Regions from separate parts of the Bos taurus genome. Here regions 1 and 2 are each linked to region 3. The links are chromatin contacts, called in public Hi-C maps. All regions are on one chromosome and are shown on one strand. Each heading gives the region's core, a stretch centred on a gene start, on an enhancer-like site or on the middle of the called end of the contact. The rest is flanking DNA. Distances are from core to core; before and after follow the strand shown. Region 1 overlaps THRAP3 (thyroid hormone receptor associated protein 3). Region 2 holds the start of TRAPPC3 (trafficking protein particle complex subunit 3). Region 3 has its middle 15 kb from the start of THRAP3.

Region 1 (4,051 bases), core at 1,302-3,801, 62 kb after region 3:
TGGGCAATTGAGCACTCACATATGCACCCCCAACCCCCAGAGCAGGACAGAAATCTCTGTTGGTCTGTATGCTAACTTCTAGGTTTGAACTCTATAGTCCCCCGACTTTTAGATAGATATTTTTTCTTTAAATTATTACTATGGGGACTTCCCTGGTGGTCCAGTGGTTAGGACTACACAGTGTCTCTGCTGAGGGCCCAGGTTCAATCCCTGTTGGGGAACTAAGATCCCATGAGCTGCATGGCTTGGCCTAAACATATGTATGTGGTATGGGTCATTAAAGCATAGCCTTTTCTTTCTCTGAACTACAAGAAGATGCAGATTCCCGTGTTTCAGTTTCCCATCCATATTCATTCATTACTAAAAACTTGTTTTTTTAATAAACTCATGTCATAGTGTGTATCTTACGGAGTTTTACATCTTAAAATTAGGGACTTACCTTAAAGGGATTCTAGGTCTTATGCCAAGATTTTTGGATTTGTATTTGGAAGGCTGTTTCTTGGAAGGATTTCCATAGATGATTGTTTTTATCCATTGTTTTGACTGTTAGTTTACTTTTAGAGAGTGGTGCTTATTGATCCTGTCCTGAAATTCTCTAGGCTTAGATCTTGTTTGTGTCCTGTGACCTAAATTAAGCAGATTAAAGTAAATGTTCCTTTGTAACACTCCTTTCTTGAGTTAGTTGTGAGTCCTTGGAGTGAGAATTAGTGATGTAAGTTTCACGATACTAATATATTCTCATAACCTAAAACGAGAGGCAACTGTGTGTGCTTAATTGCTGCAGGGAAAGCAGGTGGTGGTGCTAGAAGAGGTTGGTGTTCATCAGAATACCAGTACTTTGTTTGGTTTTAGATTGGTTGTAATGTGGATACTGAAGTGAGAGATGAGATAAGAAATGCTGTGAATATGCTCTTTAAGGTACACAAGATTCTTGATTAAGTGGAATATCCTGTGAGGTAGTAAGTTTGATATTAATGGAAATGAGAGAAGGGAAAAAAGTGGTTTGCCCAGCAAAGGCCTGTACAGACATTAAGTACGGCAGTGGAGTGGTTGAAAACAGATACAGATATTCAGAGAGCAAACTGTTAACCATGTACGTTAGTTCCCTGGCCCAACACAATTCCTACATCCTTTCATGGGTTCAGTTCAGTTCAGTTGCTCAGTCGTGTCCGACTCTTTGCGACCCCATGAACTGCAGCATACCAGGTCTCCCTGTCCATCACCAACTCCCCGGAGTTCACTCAAACTCACGTCCATCAAGTAGGTGATGCCATCCAGCCATCTCATCCTTTGTTGTCCCCTTCTCCTCCTGCCCCCAATCCCTCCCAGCATCAGAGTCTTTTCCAATGAGTCAGCTCTTCTCATGAGGTGGCCAAAGTACTGGAGTTTCAGCTTTAGCATCATTCCTTCCAAAGAGAACTTTAAAGGACTTAGTTCTGAGTTGGTTTTACATACTAGGAAGGCTATAGGTCTGTTTTACATTCTTGTTTTGTTTTCAGGTTATAGTATATTTGCCTTCCATTTTTATTTGCTTGATTAGTAGTAAATCTTTCTGTGAAAGAAAATAAGCAGTTAAATCTTTTCTGAGAAGGATCTTTTGGAATATAAACCTAGTATTTATGGATTGAAGAATAGTTGCATGGTTTATATGTAGCTTGACTGTTTAGGGCTGCGAAGGTTGAAGCTCTGGGGCGGCCTGTTGAGAGGCTATATTTGGCACTGCTTAGTATTAGGAACTCTCCCCAGTGAAACCTATCCACAGTGTTCCACACACGGGGCAAACAGTATTAAATACTCCCAGGATGTTCCTTCTGGTGAATTCAGCAGTCGTTCACCATGTGCCAAGCACAGTGCTGGCATAATCACTAGGGACACTTAAGAAGAAACTTAACAATCCAGCATGCGGAGGGGGAAGGAATAATTGAATTCTTTATCTTTGAGAGTCTTTAATGTAGAAAAGCTTCTTTGGCCCTTGCTGTCAATATTACTGTTTTTGCTTGGAGGAAAAAGTAGAATCTGCATTAAAAAAAAAAATTTATTTGGCAGTGCTGGGTCTTAGTTGCGGCATATGAGATGTAGTCTCTGACTAGGGATCAAACCCAGGTCCCCTGCATTGTGAGCATGGAATCTTAGCCACTGGACCACTAGGGAAGTCTCAGAATCTGTGTTTTTAATGATATAGAAGCCATGTAATTATATACCTTAAGACTTTTGCTTTAAGTAAAGTGTATCTGTTCTTCCAAAGAAAAGTGGTTTGGCGGTGAATGCTTGTGATTCAAAAAGAGTGATGGGTCTGGAAACGGTCCTCTCAGGTGGCTCTGCAAAACACTTTAAAAGATAAACCCTTGCTCCAAGTGACAGGATTGTATCTGAAATGATTTCAGAAGGCTGTTTGAATTATGCACCTGGGTTTTACATTGAAAAGAGGGGGGCATAGAACAACAGTAGTGTCAGTACAAGATGGAGGAGGAGGACATTTTGCAGCTGAGGAGGTTTTATGAGAAAGAACTTGAGGGCCTTAGTGACTCATCTCACTCTGAATCAGCATGTGGTGTGGCTGCCAGAATGAGCAGTCTTAGGATGCATTAACAGTGTCTAAATAGTTTTCAGTATCCCAGTGAAGGAGGACAAACCGGAATTGATTCCGTGGCAAATAGGGGGATGATGTGGATAGGAAACCTCGTCATCTGAAGGATCTTGGAAAGTTCAAGGATATTTGGATCATACCAGCCCTTAGGAGTTTAGGAACTGTGTCCCATGTTTCTGCCTGCTAGCGTGCTGATCACTACTTGTTCAATAGTTGGATTCTTTTATATTGCTGGTGTGGGAACATGGCTGTCTTACTCTAAATGAAACAACATGTTAAAGAAGAGTAGGCATTGCTGAAGAAACAAAATCTCCTTTGGAAGAAGTTTTAATTTGAACAGAAACTAAATGCTAAATGCTTGTAACATGTAAAAGGTGCTAAGCTGTTTTCCAAGGTGGTATTTGTCTGTCTCCCTTATGATTATACAGTGGAAGTGAGAAATAGATTGAAGGGTCTAGATCTGATAGATAGAGTGCCTGATGAACTATGGAATGAGGTTCGTGACATTGTACAGGAGACAGGGATCAAGACCATCCCCATGGAAAAGAAATGCAAAAAAGCAAAATGGCTATCTGGGGAGGCCTTACAAATAGCTGTGAAAAGAAGAGAAGCGAAAAGCAAAGGAGAAAAGGAAAGATATAAACATCTGAATGCAGAGTTCCAAAGAATAGCAAGAAGAGATAAGAAAGCCTTCCTCAGCGATCAGTGCAAAGAAATAGAGGAAAACAACAGAATGGGAAAGACTAGGGATCTCTTCAGGAAAATCAGAGATACCAAAGGAGCATTTCATGCAAAGATGTGCTCGATAAAGGACAGAAATGGTATGGACCTAACAGAAGCAGAAGATATTAAGAGGAGATGGCAACAACACACAGAAGAACTGTACAAAAAAGATCTTCACGACCCAGATAATCACAATGGTGTGATCACTGACCTAGAGCCAGACATCCTGGAATGTGAAGTCAAGTGGGCCTTAGAAAGCATCACTACGAACAAAGCTAGTGGAGGTGATAGGATTCCAGTTGAGCTATTCCAAATCCTGAAAGATGATGCTGTGAAAGTGCTGCATTCAATATGCCAGCAAATTTGGAAAACTCAGCAGTGGCCACAGGACTGGAAAAGGTCAGCTTTCATTCCAATCCCAAAGAAAGGCAATGCCAAAGAATGCGCAAACTACTGCACAATTGCACTCATCTCACACGCTAGTAAAGTAATGCTCAAAATTCTCCAAGCCAGGCTTCAGCAATATGTGAACCGTGAACTTCCTGATGTTCAAGCTGGTTTTAGAAAAGGCAGAGGAACCAGAGATCAAAATGCCAACATCTGCTGGATCATGGAAAAAGCAAGAGAGTTCCAGAAAAACATCTATTTCTACTTTATTGACTATGCCAAAGCCTTTGACTGTGTGGATCACAATAAACTGTGGAAAATTCTGAAAGAGATGGGAATACCAGACCACCTGAC
Region 2 (3,854 bases), core at 1,203-3,702, 37 kb before region 3:
GTACCGACAGGAACTGAATGACAGGATGCACCAAACCCTCACGCCACTCATTTAACACAGACCGCCTGGTGCCAGGCATCGTTTTAGGAGCTGGGAGTACAGCAGTTAACAAATCAACCCTTGCTCTCGTAGAGCTACATTCTCATGGGGCGACTATAAGTAAACAAGTAAATACATAATTTATAATGAAGCATTTTAAATGAAAAAGACAGTGCTTGAAGAGAGACAGAGTAAGGGGATTGAGAACCAGTCAGGAGGTCAGGGAAGCCCTTTATGAGGAGGTGACCTCTGAGTACCTGTAAATGAGGTGAGGAGGAGCTAGATACTCTCTGGGGGAAGGTTCCAAGCAGAGACCACAGCAGTAGCAACACTCTGGAAGCAGGAGTGCACTGATGCCTGTCCTTAATTCCCTCAATTCACCAAAACTAAGTGAATACTGAGGGTTTGCGGGGTGGGGACTGAAGGTTCCTGCTAAACTTGTATTAAAAGTTTCAGTGTTGTTTTAAGTTTTAAAAAAAGATAGGAAAAAGAGTTAGATATGAAAACTAAACAGGAAGACTTCTGATATCTGCTCATAGAGGAAAAGGAGAGGAAAATAAACATTTATGATGTCCCTTGCATTTTACACTGTTATCTCACTTAATCCTGCTGCTGCTGCTGCTGCTAAGTTGCTTCAGTTGTGTCCGACTCTGTGCGACCCCATAGACAGCAGCCCACCAGGCTCCCCCATCCCTGGGATTCTCCAGGCAAGAACACTGGAGTGGGTTGCCATTTCCTTCTCCAACGCATGAAAGTGAATCCTAGAAAGGCATTATTTCCCTATTGTATAGATAAGTAAACTGAAGACCAATCAGGATTCCAACAAATATCCATGCTTTTTATAATACATCAGGGGTCACCAACCTCTGGGATCTAAGGCCTGATGATCTGAGGTGGAGCTGACGCAGCAACAGAAACAAAGTGTACAATTATGTAAGGTGCTTGAACCATCCCCAAGTCACCCGCACCCCCGCACCCCATGGAAAACTGGCAAACTGGCCTCCATGAAACTGGTTCCTAACTCCAAAAAGGTTGGGGACCGCTAACCTGCATGACACTATTGCCTAGCAAAACACTCTTCTTCCTTTTTCTTATTTCCTCCAAAACAGGAATTCTTAACCTATGATTCACAGAGTATTTTCGGGGGCCCACAAGTTCCCCCTAAATGTAAGTAAATGTCTGTTTATGTTTGTCTATTTACTATTCCTGGGGAGAAGACCCACAGCTATTATCAACTTTTCAAAAGAGATCCAACAGAGAAAAAGTACAGCACTACTCTGGAGTCACAGGGCCTCCAGCTGCCCGTATTTGGTGGCTGTTCCTGGCATAAGATACAAAGGTGTAATGGGAGTTTGGTCATCTTCTGTAGAGCTGAGTGTCAACAAAAGGCTGCAGATCTGCCCTGCATGCGACCTTCAATAACTCAGTTTGTAAATCGGAAAATAAAGACAAATGGGCAATTCTAGAGGAAGTACGAAGATGCCAAAGAAAACAAACACCTGTCAAGAAATCCCCTTAGTTTGGAGAAAAACATCATCAACCTTACTTTCCAGGCCCAGCCCTCACCAGCAGCCAAACTTTCTAGGATAGACGGTGTCCCACTATTTCCAGGACAAGAAGGGAGCCTGTCCACCTTCACCAGAGGGAGACCACTTACGGCCTACTCTGGCCCACCCCTTACTTTCTTGCTTTCTGGTTAAATCAGTACCTGAGCATCTCACAATGACCACGGCACAGTGTGGGAGACATTATAGTCCAGTAGTCTGAAGCATTAGCTTTGATGTCAGAGAGACTTAGGTTCAAATCCTAACTCGTCTTAGCTGTAAATAGGGGCAAGTTATGCAACATCTGAGTTTTAAAGCGGCGATGTTATCATCCACCTGACGAGTTATTTTGCGGATTAAATGAGATAACAGACGTAAAGTGCATGGCCCAGTGCCTAACGCAGTAAGAGAGCAACAGTGGGAGCTACTATTATCGTCACCGTCGTTGTTGGTCTCTTACGCAATAGCACTCAGGTGGCGGGGGAAGAGGTCTTCGAGCTCCTCCAGCGGCCCTCCAACCTGCCCGGCACTCGGGACGCTCCCAGAGCTAATCTCCGCTCTCGACCCACCAATGAGCCCCTTCCTTCCCTCCAGTTGAACCACTCCCTCCCAGGGCAGGTAGAAGGCGCCTTTCCAGTTGAGACTTGCACCCCGCGCTGGGCCCCTTCCCCAGAACACCTCCATTCCGCCCCACCCGCCGAGGTCACACGCTCCGGTTACCATTTTCTTGCTCTCGGTGCCACGGTTCGCCTGCCTCGACATCGTGCCGGCCGCCTTACCCTGCCTCGCCACAGACCCACTCGGCAACCCCTCCCAACACAGCTCGACCCAGCTAGCTGCCCCCTCAGCGTTAAGAATTGACCGGCACCGACTCACCGCGCCTGCGCAGCTGGCCGCGGGGCACCACGGGACTCGTAGTCCGGCAGACGAGGGTAATTCCCGCGCAATAAACGCCGAACCACAGCACCCAACAGTCCCACTGGTAACACCACGCCTTAGTGCAGCCCAACTACAACTCCCAGAATGCTCCGCGCACAGAGAACTCTTGTAACATGGCTCCCTATCGCCTGGTTTATGGCCACTGGGTGGCGTCCGCAACTTGCAGTAATCCTGTATCATCCACACAATTCTTTCCCACCCTGCCTAACCCTCACTCTGATGCTCCGCAAATTCCTCCCGTCAGGGATGGTCTTGGAAAGTCCCTCTTTCAAACTAGCTTCTTCCGCTGTTGCTGCAATTCAAAGCCAGAAGCTCCCAGGATGTCCCAGAAAACTGGCCATGGCTCCTACACAGATCTGGCTTCTTCTTTACAAAAATATTTGATGACCACCTACCATGTGGCAAGCATTTCACCAATGACTTTCTCTTCGAACGGTCATCTGTCCCCAAGCCCCAAAGGCAGCGAGCACCTGCATCCACCGTGGCTTCCTGATGAAATATCCAGTCTGATAAAGTTCAGGTCAATTTCTCCCTCTCTCTTCCCTAGAACAAGACTGGTTCCCAGAAAAGAAAGATCACTGGCGTTGGTAGCAGCCAGTTCTGGATTTTAATCCTAGCTTTGCCATTTTAGGCAAATTGCTGGCTCTCTCAGTTGTTGTGAAGATTGGTGAGACATGTATGCAGAGCACTTGGCACAAAGTAAACGTGCATTCCCTTTCTTTCAGCCACTCTCTGGACACACAGCCCAGCAAACAGGCCCCAGAAATACGAGGGGGATGAGCTGGCCACACCCTCACCCATCACCAAGGGGAAGTCCTACAGTCCCTGACCATAGTTCTTTGGTTTCAGCTCCAACCATCCCTGCCTGGCTAGTCAGTTCTGAGAGGACTGTGCTATGAGTCCCTGAGCCCCGTCTTCTGACTTAGGCCTGGTAGCCTGACTGGCAGCTGCATTCTAGCCCCTAGTCTTCACCATGACAACGAGCCCGACCAGACTTGAGCCATCCTGGCTGGGGAAGGCTGGGGGGCCCAAGCTGCTCAGCCTGAAAACCAGTACCCAAGATTCCCCCAGTCTGTCCCTCTCGGTGCAGAACCAACTATTATTATACTCTTCTCCCTGTGGCACAGACCTGCTGGGGACTCTCTAGAGGCAGTGACCTTTGACTCTCTGTCCTGTGTCAGTGCCTGGGCTGAGAGCTCTGGGAAAGAGCATGAGGGTCAGTTGAGGGTGGGGATGAGAGCGCAGGGGTGGGCTAGCCCTCAGAGGCCAGCAAAGTTAGAGAAGAACCTTCTGCATTCCCAGGAGAGGACAGCTGAGGTGAAAGCTGCAGTT
Region 3 (4,399 bases), core at 1,765-4,264:
ACTCAGGGGTTGTGTGATCTTGGCGACAGTACTGAACTTTCCCCTTCACCTGTAAAATGGCAAGAGGAAAGGCACACACCTCACAGGTTGTTGTAAGGAATCAATACCTTCGTGTATATAAGGACTTAGGGGGAATTTCCTGGCAGTCCAATGGTTAGGACTCTGCACCTTCACTGCTGTGGGCCTCGGTTCAGTCCCTGGTTGGGGAACTAAGATCTCACAAGCTGCATGGCGCAGCCAAAAAAGAAGAAAAAATCTTAGAAAAGTGTCTAACGCTTGATGAGAACTAGATAACATTTTTATTGTTAACTTTATGCTGATGACTCCCAAATAAGAATCTGCAGTCCAGACCTTTATCCTGAGGTTGACAACCTACATATGTGTCTGCTGGACATCTTGACTTGGACATCTTTTGGGCACCTCCAATTCAAGTCCAAATCTGGACTTAGAACCAGAGAACATCACAGGACCCACCGGTGTCTCGAGCCAGGTGCCTGGGAAGTCACTCCTGCCGCCTCAACCCTGCAATGCCTCCTACTCCCTCCCCAGTGTTCCGTCCAGGCTGCTGTCATTTCTGCCATCCTAGAAAGAGCAGCATGGTCTCCTCTGATCTAGTTTCTCCAGAACAGCCGTGCGACTTCCCTGACGATCCATGGTTAAGACTCTGCGTTTCCACTGTAGAGGGCAAGGGTTCGACCCTTAGTCCGGGAACTAAGATTCTCCATGCTCCGTGGAGTGGCTTCCTGAGTGCTGCTCACCCAACGGCTCTCACACCCTTCTTCTCTTCTCTGTGTACCCCCAACCCTGGATTTGTGGCTCCTCTTGATGTCTCAGGGCCTTTGTATGAACTGTGCACGGAGCTGGGACACTGTCCCCTGCCTGCCCTCCTCCCCGCGCCTCCGTAGTTGGCTGATGACTGGTCAATTCTTAAATATGTCTTCTTCCAGGAGCCTTTCTTTGACCCCAGAGCTCTGGACCTACCCTCACACAACAGATGCTTTATCGTAACAATTTGTCTATTAAATGCTCCTCTGCCAGAACCTGAGTCACAAGAGCAGGGACCTTCCAGTCTGGTTGCCAACCTACTGTGTCCTTTGTAGCCCGCAGTGCCTGGCACCCTACAGATGCCATCTGTGTGCAGTAAGTGTCTGATAGGGAAACATGACCAAAAGCGTGGACCCCAGGCCAGCTGGGGGAGTGAGGGGGACTACTAGGAGGGTCGTGTTTCTGTGATTGAGTGTCAGACCAGCAGGGATACTTGCCACGTGTCCCAGAACCTGGGCAAGAATCAGGCAGCAAGTGCCCTGGATCCTGATTAGCTGGGAAGTTTGTTCTTTGAAACCACTGCAGGGCTTTAAGTTGGGAGGTAAGGGACTTCCCTGGTGGTTCAGTGGTTAAGAATCTGCCTTCCAATGCAGCAGATGAGAGTTCTAGCCCTGGTTAGGGAACTAAAATCCCACTCGTCTCAGGGCAACTAAGCCCTCATGCCACAGCTACTGAGCTCTCACACAGCAACAAAAATCCTGCGTGCAGCCACTGGAAAATTAAAAAAGAATGGATGAAAGGGGTATATTGTGATAATCTACGCAGTACATAGTGTCTATAACATTTGATTTTTTTTTGTATTCTAAACTAATGCTGACTCTAAAGAAAATGAGAATATGTATAAAAGTAAGAATAATTAAAAACAATAAAATCCCCTAAGTTCCCTCTACCCAAATGTGAGCAGTGATAGGAACACTCCCTGTTTCTCCACCTGAAGCAGCTGGTAGATAAGCTGGGTAAGGGCTGGAGGGGGACGTTTGTTTTCCTGTGGGGCTACTGGATTTAAGAAATCAAAATACAGGACCCCTGTTAAAGTATGAATTTCAGGTAAACAAGGAATAATTTTTTAGAAGTATATTCAAATATGACATAGAACATTCTTACATTTAAAGTCTTTTTTTTGTTACCTAAATTCAAATTTACCTGGGCATCCTCTATTTTATGTGGCAACCCTAATGCATGCGTGCTAAGTCACTTTGGTCATGTCCGACTCTCTACGACCCTATGGACCCTAGCCCACCAGGCTCCTCTGTCCATGGGATTCTCCAGGCAAGAACACTGGAGTGGGTTGCCATGCCCTCCTCCAGGGGATCTTCCTGACCCAGGATCAAACTCGAGTCTCTTAAGTCTCCTGCCTTGGCAGGCAGGTTCTTTACCGCCTGCCCCACTTGGGAAGCCCAGCAGATCTATACCCTGGTCTTTCTCTTCCCTCTGTCCAGACTGCTAGTCCTTTTATTTTAAGTCTTCATTTGAATACTTCTTACTTTAAAAGTCACTCCAGTTTATTTTTAAAATTGTCATAGAGTTTTCTGCTGTGTCCATGTCCTACATAGTACCCACCCTGGGCCCTGCTGGCCAGGATACGGCAGCCTAGGCCCCCAGGGTCTGCTGGGGGAGGGGAGTGAGAGGGGCAGGGCTCAAAGTCCTGGCACCAGGCCCTGGGTCCTGGCAATTGAGCCTGGATGTTGAGCAGGGGCTCCAAGCACCAGGTACCATGTCCTGGCTCTGAACTCTGGGACCTGGGAACTGGAAACCAGGACCAGGGCAGAGGCCACCAGTGCCTGGTCACTTGGCAGAAGTTACTGGGCTCGGTGGCCGTCCTGAGCCTCGTGTCACTTACTGCCCCCGGTGGGAGGGGTTGCCTAGTTCCCCGTTGTTTTGTAACAGCTGCTGGACTAGGCTAGAGGGGAAATTTAAGGAGCTGAGAGTGGGGTGGGGAGGAAGGGATCTGTAGGTTGGGCAAGGCGACTTGGACAGGCTCCGGGGGGTGGGGGTGGAGTGACAGCAGGTTGGAGCTCCAGGCCTCAGGGAGGTAGGCAGTAGGGTCCTGGGGGCAAAGACAAGATAGGTGGTGGGAAAAGCGATACCCTTTAGACCCTCTGTCTTTATAGCCTCTGGTTCCCTGATCTCCTGACCCAGCTCCCAGGTCATGGCAACTGGGGTGATGAGTGTGGGCTGAGGGAGCACTGATGCCAAAGGCTTGTCTCATGACTCAGAATACAAGATCCAGCCAGAGCAGATGGCATGGCTGAGAGTGAGAAAAGGAGACCAAGAGATAAACGGAGATAAACAGGGACATCACTAGAGAGAGACTAGAGAAACAGGACAGGATGCAGAATGAGAGACTGAACGGCCACCCACAGCAGTGGGTGCCGCGTGGGAGGGAGGGGTCAGTGGCTGCCAGGCCAGCGAGCCTTTCCTCTGTCTCTTCCTAGACCCTGCCTGTCTGAGTTCCTCCCCTACTGCGTCCCGTCCCAGAGTTTCTCAGGCTCAGCACTGTTGGTGTTTGAGGCAGGACATTCTCTGATGCGGGACTGGGGGGGTGGCTTTCCCGTGTGTTGTAGGATGTTTAGCAGCATCCCTGGCCTCTGCCCACCAAATGCCAGGAGCACCCTTCCCCTGGAAGTGTGACAACCAAAAATGTCCCTGGGCATTGCCAAACGTCCCCTGGGGAAGAACTGCCCGGATGAGCTTCCCTGCTCCCAAGTAGATCGTGTGCTTGAGAGGCAATGCCCGGTTCCTGGCTCATTCTAGTTCTCCCATCTAGAACCAGCCCTTGTGCGCCCCCACTGTGCCCTGCTTAGCTTCAAAGCCAGGGATACTGGGAGAGTTGCCGAGACTGAGACGGGGTCTGAAGATAAGATCTGCTGAAGCAGCGGTGAACACGGTCCCTGCCCTCGTGGCGTTTCTGGTCTTCTTCCATTCAGAAGGCACCACAGGGTGTTGAGGGGTGCCCTAGGGGGTGCATTGTGAGCGGGCATACACTCTTGTCTCAAAAGGAGTAGGGAAAGATGGGTCCCCAAGTATGTCAGGACTAGGTATTTGGGGTTTGGTTCTGTTTGTTTTAATTTATTTGGCTGCGCTGGGTCTTAGTTGCGGCATGCAGGATCTTCGATCTTCACTGCAGCACTCAAACTCTTAGTTCAGCCTGTGGGATCTAGTTCCTAGACCAGGGATTGAAGCTGGGCCCCCTGCAGTGAGAGCGCAGCGTTAGCCGCTGGACCACCAGGAAAGTCCTAGGGACTAGATATTTGCAGCAAGTATTCATTTTACCCACAATACTCAGATGTCAGACATGTATATTTATTTATTTCTCTAAATCACATTATCTGCTCCAAACCCCCTGCCCACCAAGCTGGTGGGAAATTCATTCATGGTCATGTCTGGGGAGTCCTCTACCCAGTGTCATGCTGGTAAAATGATTTCAAATGGCTTTAGGGAAAGGTTGGGGTGGGTGGGGTTGTGGTCTTAAGGAGACATTTGTAGCATCCGCCCATTTCCATGGTGTAAATACTTCCACCACAGCTGACTTCTAGCTGCCAACCTGACATTACTGAAGGAGTTACTGGGAAGA

What was found. Hi-C and Micro-C count contacts between places; a contact is called where the count stands out from the background.
Region 1: a contact with region 3 is called in a Hi-C map of skeletal muscle, with 3 times the contacts expected there. The contact joins two enhancer-like sites. A contact is called at or near these places in 3 of 11 Hi-C or Micro-C datasets (liver, skeletal muscle and skin fibroblasts).
Region 2: a Hi-C map of liver shows a contact between it and region 3, with 2.0 times the contacts expected there. The contact joins the promoter of TRAPPC3 here to the enhancer-like site in region 3. A contact is called at or near these places in 2 of 11 Hi-C or Micro-C datasets (liver and skin fibroblasts).

The regions. Positions count from the first base shown.
Region 1 is chr3:109,576,166-109,580,216 of ARS-UCD2.0, reverse strand. The region is part of intron 2 of THRAP3 (thyroid hormone receptor associated protein 3); the gene reads left to right. Among named protein-coding and RNA genes, the nearest start is that of SH3D21, 27 kb to the right of the region's middle. Within about 2 kb of position 2,551, at least 7 of the 102 cell types and tissues checked have an H3K27ac peak or open chromatin away from gene starts, as enhancers often do. A contact at or near this core is called in skeletal muscle, where this site is marked.
Region 2 is chr3:109,675,532-109,679,385 of ARS-UCD2.0, reverse strand. It overlaps TRAPPC3 (trafficking protein particle complex subunit 3), which reads right to left and starts at 2,452. Exons shown (of 5, transcript NM_001076120.2): 1 at 2,304-2,452. The coding sequence starts at 2,345.
Region 3 is chr3:109,638,071-109,642,469 of ARS-UCD2.0, reverse strand. No RefSeq gene overlaps it. Among named protein-coding and RNA genes, the nearest start is that of THRAP3, 15 kb to the right of the region's middle. Within about 2 kb of position 3,014, at least 20 of the 102 cell types and tissues checked have an H3K27ac peak or open chromatin away from gene starts, as enhancers often do. A contact at or near this core is called in liver and skeletal muscle, where this site is marked.